Linked DNA regions of Drosophila melanogaster: all the other regions are linked to region 2. Evidence: chromatin contacts called from public Hi-C and HiChIP or PLAC-seq data. All regions are on one chromosome and are shown on one strand. The core of a region is the stretch at or near the end of the contact, and the rest is flanking DNA. Distances in the headings are between cores, read along the strand shown. Region 1 overlaps kirre (kin of irre). Region 2 overlaps kirre (kin of irre). Region 3 overlaps kirre (kin of irre).

Region 1 (2,700 bases), core at 79-2,578, 87 kb before region 2:
ACGAATACGAAACTTGCTACGAAACCCAAGATGACTTCCAAAAAAAAATAGAGATCCCGAAATGTTGACAAAACAAATAAACAAAAGTTTGCGGCGCAAATTCAAAGGAAAAACGCTAACAAGAAATGTGAAGGAGAAGTTGCGTCTCGCATTACAAAGACTGGCTGTCATTATCCTGGCTCGGGTGTCCAAGAGCCTTTAATTATTTTTTTTAGAGTTTTTCGAGTGTGAGAGAGAGTTGGAGTGCAATTGCAGGCTGTTCCAGGCTGTTCCCCCGACATTCCCCGGCTGATTTATCCTGAGGCTCAAGTCCTTGCACGACCCGCCCACAGGCGCCTGCGGCCCCGGCAATCCGATACTTTCGAGTGGTCAGGCCAAACCCCTTCCATACATCCATACATCCATACACCCATACATCCATACATCGCATGTGCATCTGTGCGCTGGCCCATCGAAATTTGATTTCCATGTTTTGGATGTTTGGGTTACGCCCGCGCGTCTACATAATTTACGATGGTCATCTGGAAGCACTTGTGCCGCTCCTAATTGCAGTCGGTACCGCCTGCAGCTGTCAGCCCGATCTCCATATCCTCGAGGAGTCCCCTCAAGTGGGTGTGGACCCTCGGGCCACGCGATTTGACTTGAGTTGAGCTGAGTTGAGTTTGCCATTCCGAACTTAGTTGGAGTGCTCCGCTGGCAGGGATGCTCTGCCAAGGACCAGGACCCCATTGAGATTGGATTGGATGTCGCTAATGACCGGCGACGAAAGTTGCTGGCCGATGATGGCGCTGGCATTTCAATTGGATCCTTGAGTTATCTAGCCACCATCGACGCTCAAAAGGATTGCGTTTATCACACATTTGCATAGGACACGATTGTGGTTTCCCGTTGGAAATCCACCAACAATCTGGTTTTCCATTTTCCATTGAAATCTCGCAAGGGAAGTAATCAGAGGCGGGGGGGGGGGGGGGTGTGTGAAATAAATAAAACTTATCTTAAGGCGTATTCACGTGAGAAACTAAACACGAAAAATATGTGTGTATGTATGTATGCATTTACATACCACGTGGTCAATTGTGTAGAGTGGTGGGTGCGGGATCTCTAGCTGCTGGAGAGGGGTGCGAAATCGAGCCACCGACTTACTAATGTCAAAAGTCTTACTACAAGTTAAAGGGAAAACAATTTAAAACTATCAAACTATTTATGGATTTCATAATACTAATATATTGAAGGTTAAATAAACCAACTACCATGTACCGCAATTTCTTTGGCCAGAGAGCCAAGCTCAAAGAAGCGATCAAAGAGAGAATCTCAGTCGCGAAAAATAAGAGCTTCCGTTAGACTCTCTCTTTTGTGCTCCCCCTCCTTCACCAACACTTTATTTTTACCACGCGCATTGAAGCCGAACGCGCGTCACTGCTGCCGAAAAGTATTAATTTAATCAAATTAACGCAGGTAATCGGGCTTAAAATTATGCAAAACGTGTTAAAAGTGCTCGTAACAAGTGATCACCGCCCGTCGAAGTTATTTCCCCTCGAAATATAACATTTTTATTTGATTAATTGGCGGTTTTTACATATACATACATACATATGTATGCACATACTTATGTATGTGTGCAAGTGCACGTGCAATTCGAATGGAATTTGTGTTATTTGTTTCTTTTTTGTTGTTGTGATTCTTTCTAATACGTACAAAAGTATGTATATTAAATTGAGTGTTTTAGTGTTTGTTGTAGTGAATCTTTCTAATACGTATATTTAAAGTCTGCGTACAAGTGTTTTATAAAAGAAGAAAAAGAAAATGAAGGAAAGCGGCCACCACTTACCGTTAGAATCGCAATTCTCACTCCGTTTCTTTCGGTTTTTAGTTCTTTTTGAGCGCCCCGCAAGTATTTTTACTGCGCAATAGTTTGAATTTAATCAATTTATTTTTTTACGGCTTAAAATATGTAACACGCGTAAGAAGAAAAAGCGTAACATTTGATAGAATCCCGATGAAACAATTTCCAATCGATATTTGGCGATATTTCGATTCTATCAGCGCGTTACTGCCTATTATTGCGCTTTTACACCCAGGTGCACTTACGAATTCATATGTACATGTGTATGTATATAGTTATGTGGAAGGTTGATAGGGCCTTCCGAGCAGAGACCGTTGTGTCCAAAAGATCGTTGCCTCCAGAAACGACTTCGTTGTCGTCTGTAGGTTGAAGGTTGAACTCCTCAGTTAAGCACCCATCGACTTCTTTGTCGATTAAAGAGGGGTTAAAACAAAACGAAAGGTTTCGCTTAACAAATTGAGGGTTTATTCAATGATGTGTACAGATCGAGGTCTTCTTATCTACTGACTAAAAATAAAGCTAAGCTCAGACAAAAAGCTTAGCGCCATGTGTATTCTAACATAACTTAATCTAATAAGAGGGTATGTAAGGGTATACATGACTCCCCCAGCGTAAGTTTCAAGTATGTGGTTGAAATTATTTCATTAAGTAATACATATGTAAATAATAGGAGTACAGAAATGTTAGGTTTCACAATCTTCATTTTGATATTTATATTTCCGTTTCACCTGATCCTTATAGATTTTTCGTTTATTGTCTTTATTATTAATCAAGTAGTTACCGTATTGAGTGTAATTACTTATTTCTTTATATTTTGGATTTGATTTTCCTACTTGATTATTTTTTACAAATATATT
Region 2 (2,701 bases), core at 69-2,568:
CAACAACAAGCGGTCGGTGTCTGCATTTAAATTTCCGCTGAATTGCGCTCGGTCGACGCTTATAAATCTTAATTAATTAAAATACACAAAAATACACAGCACAACAATAAGCTTCGACAAGCCGGAAAGTTTTCGTGTGCCAGGCAACTGGGCATTCAAACGTGGCCAAAAAAGTGAGTCAAGTTGCTGGAAACGAATACGAGTACAAAATTAAATCTATTATCATATACATGTATAATTTAGTATATAGTTTTGGGACTAAAAGTATTTTCAAAATATATTACATGTATCTTACCAGCTACGATGCCACATGACCACGCAAATGGAGTTCACACCAAATTTCACAACGGAATCTTCAATCAAATTCGAGTTACCATGGGCTAGATTTCCGTTTTCCTTTTTTTTTTTTTGTGAGCGTGTGCGGAGAGGGTGAGGGGGGGTGGGGGCACTTAAATTTGCCCCCAATTGCGGCGGCTGCTGCAAGTTCAAGACGAACTTCCTAATAAAGTTATTATGCCCCAGAGTTAACAGCAATTACACGGGCCCTCATCGTCATTTAGCATCTCTCAGCATCTGTCAACGTTATTTTATTTTTTGTTATTTTTTTTTTTCTATTTTATTTACTTGTTTCTTTTCCCTGCCCTTTTTTTTTGCGGCCATCGTCATCCCATCCATCGGCTCATCATCAAACGCCCCAAAGAACAGTTAGTTTCTTTCGCTGTTTCACCATCGCTGTGCGCTTTTTGCTTGCTGCGGCTCCTCCGTTTTTCTAATCGAAATGATTTTGCTTAATTCATCTTAATTAGAAGAGCCAAAAGGCAGAGCCCAAAGTTTGCTGACCGACGGACGCAGCTCTCAGATCTGTTGGATTTCTCGGATTTCTTGGATTTCTTGGTATTCTCAGCTTCTGCATCTGGCGGCAACTAAAATATAAATAAATAAAATAAAAAACACACACAATACAAGAACAGCAAAAAAAAAAATAAAAAAAGAAGTGGGAAAGAGAATTATATTTGCCAGCTGGTTGCTATTTATTTAAAAATTTTAATTTGCGCTTCTGCGTTGCCCGTTAGCTTTTTCGCTGGTCACCCAAAGTTCCTCACAAAAACAAAAAAAAAAAAAGAAGAAAAAGTCGCAAAAGACGTTGTGTATAATAATGGTAAAATATGATAAGCTCAGCTGGGACTTGTTGGTATCAGAGTCGATCTGAAAACGGAAGTGGATGCTTGAAACTGAACTAAATGAATTCTTCTAAATTGGCGGTTAAATTCCCATTCCCAGAAGCGTAGAATTAAGAGCTGCTGCGGTTTCTTATAGCTGTTATGAACCTAATGGGCATAGAGAAGAGTATTTTCAACGAGATTGTACAGATGGAAAAGAACGCAAGTTAGCAGAGTTTAAGACATCGAAATGGTTTGAAAAACAAAAACTCCATGCCAAATTTGAAAGCCAAAGGTGGTGCTACACACATATGTACTACATATATCAAATTCGTTTTGTATTGTAAAACATTTTGTATGCATGAATTGCGAGCCCTACGATTACAAGAAAGTCAACTCGTATTGCTATTTTACCGTGTCGAAATGCTACATTTTGCTGACTTACAATGTGTGTGTATTTGTTCTGCAGCTTCGGCAATGAGAATATTTTCAGTGAGTGCCTTACAGGCTTCTGGTTTTCTTCTCCTTTTTTTTTTTTGCTGCTGCTGTTGTGCCAAACAGATATGGCAAACTGGCTGCAAAGACTGAAGTCACTTGACTGTTTGCCTTGCCACAAGATTTGTGCGAAAGTTTGCGACAGTTTGCCACAGGATAAACTTGGACTTATCGCCATAGCCGCACAAATTGAAATGTATTTGGGAAGTTTTGGTTTTTGGCTTTGGCTTTGGATTTGGATTTGGATTTGGTTTTGGTTTTCGGAGACTGGGGGACACTTGGAATCTGTCTATATGTTGGCGCCATCAACTGGCGCCAAATCATTCGCAAGTCTCAATGACACCTGCACGGATTGTCGTGTAACACTTTGATTTTATTTCTCCCTGCCTCCGTGATACAGACATATATTTTTTTTTTATTTATTTACCTCGCTCGGCAACGGGTTTTCAAAAGCGCGAGACCACGCGACGTATACGCAACGCGAGTCTTGTGTTCGGGCGAAAAAATGTTGGTCGCGTGGGCGTTTCGTCTTCAGACAAAAAGCAAAAAACAAAAAAAAAAAAAAAAATAAAAACAGACAACACATATACGATATAAACCTGCCCCGCAACTGTGGGCCATAACTTTGCATTTTGTTTTTATTTTCATTTGTGTGTTGTTTTATATTTCGGCTACGGCCACAGAAAACATCAAATGACAGAGAAAAATGCTAATAACAATAACAGCAAAAACGGGCGACATCAAAACAAGTTTTCGTGTCGGCTCACACTGCCAGAAATTGCAATTGAGTTTGGTTTACTTTGAAAACAAGTTTAAAGTTTATGGCCAGACAGTCAGGGGGCTTTAACTTTTGACATCAACTTAATTTGAAAGAACTTCCAAGGAGTTTATATTGCAAACACTTTCAGTTTTACTGCATATTCTTAATATGTTGCGATGTTTAAAGAACAGGAATAACATGTACCCACTTGACTTTGTAGTTAATTAGGAATTATCTATGCTCTGGTTATAATAAAAAATAACAATTTTCATATTTATTTCGAGTG
Region 3 (2,912 bases), core at 114-2,613, 66 kb before region 2:
GTGCTCCGTCTAAATTTAGATATCATAATACAAACTCTATTCGACTTTACTTCACATTTACAAAAAAAAATAAAAATAAAGAAGTTTGCCAAGAGTATCTAACAAGTCGAAAAAGTTCAGTTCTGTCTGAAAAGTCGACTGAAAAGGAAAAACAGAGCAAACTTGAGGCAAAACGCTTGAACATCTAAATCAAATTAATCCCTAGAAAAGACTTGCTTCCTTATGCGCCCTGGTGCACTGGAAAAAATTATACAATTTGTCTTGGTTCAAAATATGTCTGAAACATATTTTAATCGATTTCATGGATAGTTTAATTAAATATGCTAACATTATTAGTCTATGTTAAGAAAAACATATGCTTTTCCAAGACCAAGTTTTTTAACTTACCGACTGGTTTTCTGTGTGCCGTTCTGATCCATTCTTCGTCTAGTTAGCCCACTTCCTTTTCCTTTACATTCTTTTTTTTTGCCTTTTGGCAGGCGTAGTTTTTGTGCTTCACTTTGCTTTCGGCTCAAGTGCGAACTTGTTAAATTTACGCAAGGATCTAGAAGCCTCAGCACACGCATACGCAATTAGGAAAAAAGGGGGTTTTGCCAGGTTTTCCCAGATTTCGCAAGATTTCCCCAGGATTAGAGGGGTCCAAGGGGAAGTTGTAGCTCAGTTACGCTAACAAGCAAATCAAAAAACCATTTGACGCACTTTCATCATCAACGGGTATTAGGAGCGGGCTTAGGGGCGTGGCACCGGCACCTGCTGTTGCTGACACATTCGAAACTGCCAATAAGTCGGAACCATATAGCAAACACACATCTGAAAACCACCCACCCTGAAAAGCATTCCCTTTTGGAAAAACTCTTTCCCTTAAGAAGCTGGAAATGCATGGCGAAACAACAACAATAACACGCTGCAGCGAGTGAACAAGAGGCTGTGGAATTAGTGTGGGGAAGTGGGAGATTCTGATTCAGATATTTTTGGATGGTAAGAGGGTCTTTAGAGGGGGGGCATTTCCGTTCTCCCACACTGCACTCTAATGAGCATTTAAGTCTGGGCCAAAGCTTTTTGCATAAGCTTGCAATCGGTGAAGAGTCTTTAAGAAAAAACGATAGATAAGAAGATTACCAATAGTCACGTAGCACCAAAAGATATGCTCTGCATGATACAAAGTCTATTGAAGTACGAAGCAATTAAAAATGAAAATGAAGCAATTGAAATAAGCTGTATCGATTGAACTGAATTTTGATTAACATTCATTGAGCTCTGCCCACTTCGCAGGCACACATCATCCAATCCCTATAGATTCACATAATGTAACGCAATACATTATCGCGATAATTTCGATGAATTCTCACGCTGTCATCGCCGTTATCGACTGACCCTTCCATCACTTTCCGCCCTGACTTTTGCTTGCTTGCAAACATTTTTCGGTCAAACAACAAGAACAAATTTTCGGCTTTCCTTTATGCTACTCTCTTAGTTTTTTTTTTCTTTTTTTTTTTTGCACTTTTGTGGGTCAAGTGCTGCTTTTGATGCTGACGTAGCCATCGCTTTTATGCTGCTGCTGCTTCTTCTCCTTTTTGGAGTAGGAATTAAATATCAAGTGTGCGAGTGTGTGAGTGAGTGGCCGGCACATGTGTGCTGCCCCACCCCCACTCAGCCTCCATATCTATCCATCTCACTTGCACCCAGGGCATGGCCTTTTTTGCATATCATCATACACGTAAAGTTTGCTTTTGCTTTTTGCCTGCTTGGCGTTGTTGTTGCTGTTTGTTTGTTTGTTTGCACGCCCCGTGTTCCTTGTGCTACCCATTAGCAGGCCTAGGGTATATTCTATACGCAAACATCGCCGAAGATGGTACTAAATCGCTTATATGTACACTGCGTCATTTGAAAATTTCTGACAACTAATGTTTTTATTGGTATTGCATTTGGTGACGAGCGTGTGTAGTTTCATAGCAAATGGTTAGAATGATTAACGAGGTCAATCGAAAATAATGAAAATTAAATATAAACAATAGCCAGGCTATATAGTTCGATTGATCAAGTGCAGGATAGTATCGTGTTGGGCAGTATGAAATTGATCTCTCTTTTTTTTGTTCGTTTCTGCTGGTGTTCAAAAGCCCACACATCACTTTTGCCCTCACACTCTCTCTTTCTTTCTTCTGCCCGCAGAAGAGTGCTTTGAGCCCCGGCCCGACCGACATCCTCTTCGCAACCCCCCTTGCCTTCCCTTCTCTGCTCTACTCTACTCTGCTCTGCTCAACTTGAAGTTCTTGTGTTTGGGTTAAGTGAAAAGTGATTGAGCAGATTTTTGTTGCGAATCTTTCGGCATGCTCCTTGTTGTTGTTGTTGTTGTTGGTGGTGGTGGTGGTGGTGCTGATGCTGCTGCCCGCATCTTGTTCACTATTTCAGCTGCTTTTGTTTTTCGCCAGCTTTTAATTGTTGCCTTCGCCAGCCGGCTTCCTCAGCGTTTTCTGCTGATAAAACCAACACCAACAAAAACTACAGTGCAGGGGAAAAAAAAACGGAATATATTGAGGAATTGCTTTGGTTTTTGTCTAAATTTGATTGACAGCTGCTCAAGATGCGGTGACCCATGATTGATGAGTGCGGTGAATCAATCAATCAGTTGATTTGAGTGCACCAGTGGTTGGTTAATCAACAGTTCAATCGAGAGGCATGTGGATAACAATTTGGGGCACGAAAAGTGCATCAATCGAAGGTTACTTTTACAGATAGATTCTATTCGTGTATGTTGTAAAATCTATAATAATTGATCAATGAAGGATAGCCATGTAAATGGGTTGCAGTTGCGAAAAGAAAATGCCATATGCACTTAAGCAAACTATAAAGGCGTACTGTCCCCTTTGCCTTCAATCGTGCCATCACCACCATCGCCATCAATCTCAATCATC

Evidence for each region. A called contact is a pair of places that touch in the nucleus more often than the background predicts. HiChIP or PLAC-seq counts read pairs in DNA pulled down with a chosen protein or histone mark.
Region 1: a contact with region 2 is called in an H3K27ac HiChIP or PLAC-seq map of the Kc167 cell line, with 4 times the contacts expected there. The contact joins two enhancer-like sites. A contact is called at or near these places in 7 of 107 Hi-C or Micro-C datasets (antennal imaginal disc, cellular blastoderm embryo, embryo and 4 more) and 2 of 6 datasets of contacts at active chromatin or transcription factors (both in the Kc167 cell line).
Region 3: a contact with region 2 is called in a Hi-C map of the Kc167 cell line, with 3 times the contacts expected there. The contact joins two enhancer-like sites. A contact is called at or near these places in 4 of 107 Hi-C or Micro-C datasets (the Clone 8 cell line, the Kc167 cell line, the OSC cell line and 1 more).

What each region holds. Positions count from the first base shown.
Region 1 is chrX:3,080,354-3,083,053 of dm6, reverse strand. All of the region lies in intron 5 of kirre (kin of irre), which reads right to left. Among named protein-coding and RNA genes, the nearest start is that of CG4116, 14 kb to the right of the region's middle. Within about 2 kb of position 1,328, at least 12 of the 39 cell types and tissues checked have an H3K27ac peak or open chromatin away from gene starts, as enhancers often do. A contact at or near this core is called in the Kc167 cell line, where this site is marked.
Region 2 is chrX:2,993,083-2,995,783 of dm6, reverse strand. kirre (kin of irre) reads right to left here. Exons shown (of 11, transcript NM_001258579.3): 4 at 625-923; 5 at 296-573. Among named protein-coding and RNA genes, the nearest start is that of rst, 21 kb to the right of the region's middle. Within about 2 kb of position 1,318, at least 9 of the 39 cell types and tissues checked have an H3K27ac peak or open chromatin away from gene starts, as enhancers often do. A contact at or near this core is called in the Kc167 cell line, where this site is marked.
Region 3 is chrX:3,059,277-3,062,188 of dm6, reverse strand. All of the region lies in intron 5 of kirre (kin of irre), which reads right to left. Among named protein-coding and RNA genes, the nearest start is that of CG4116, 6.8 kb to the left of the region's middle. Within about 2 kb of position 1,363, at least 21 of the 39 cell types and tissues checked have an H3K27ac peak or open chromatin away from gene starts, as enhancers often do. A contact at or near this core is called in the Kc167 cell line, where this site is marked.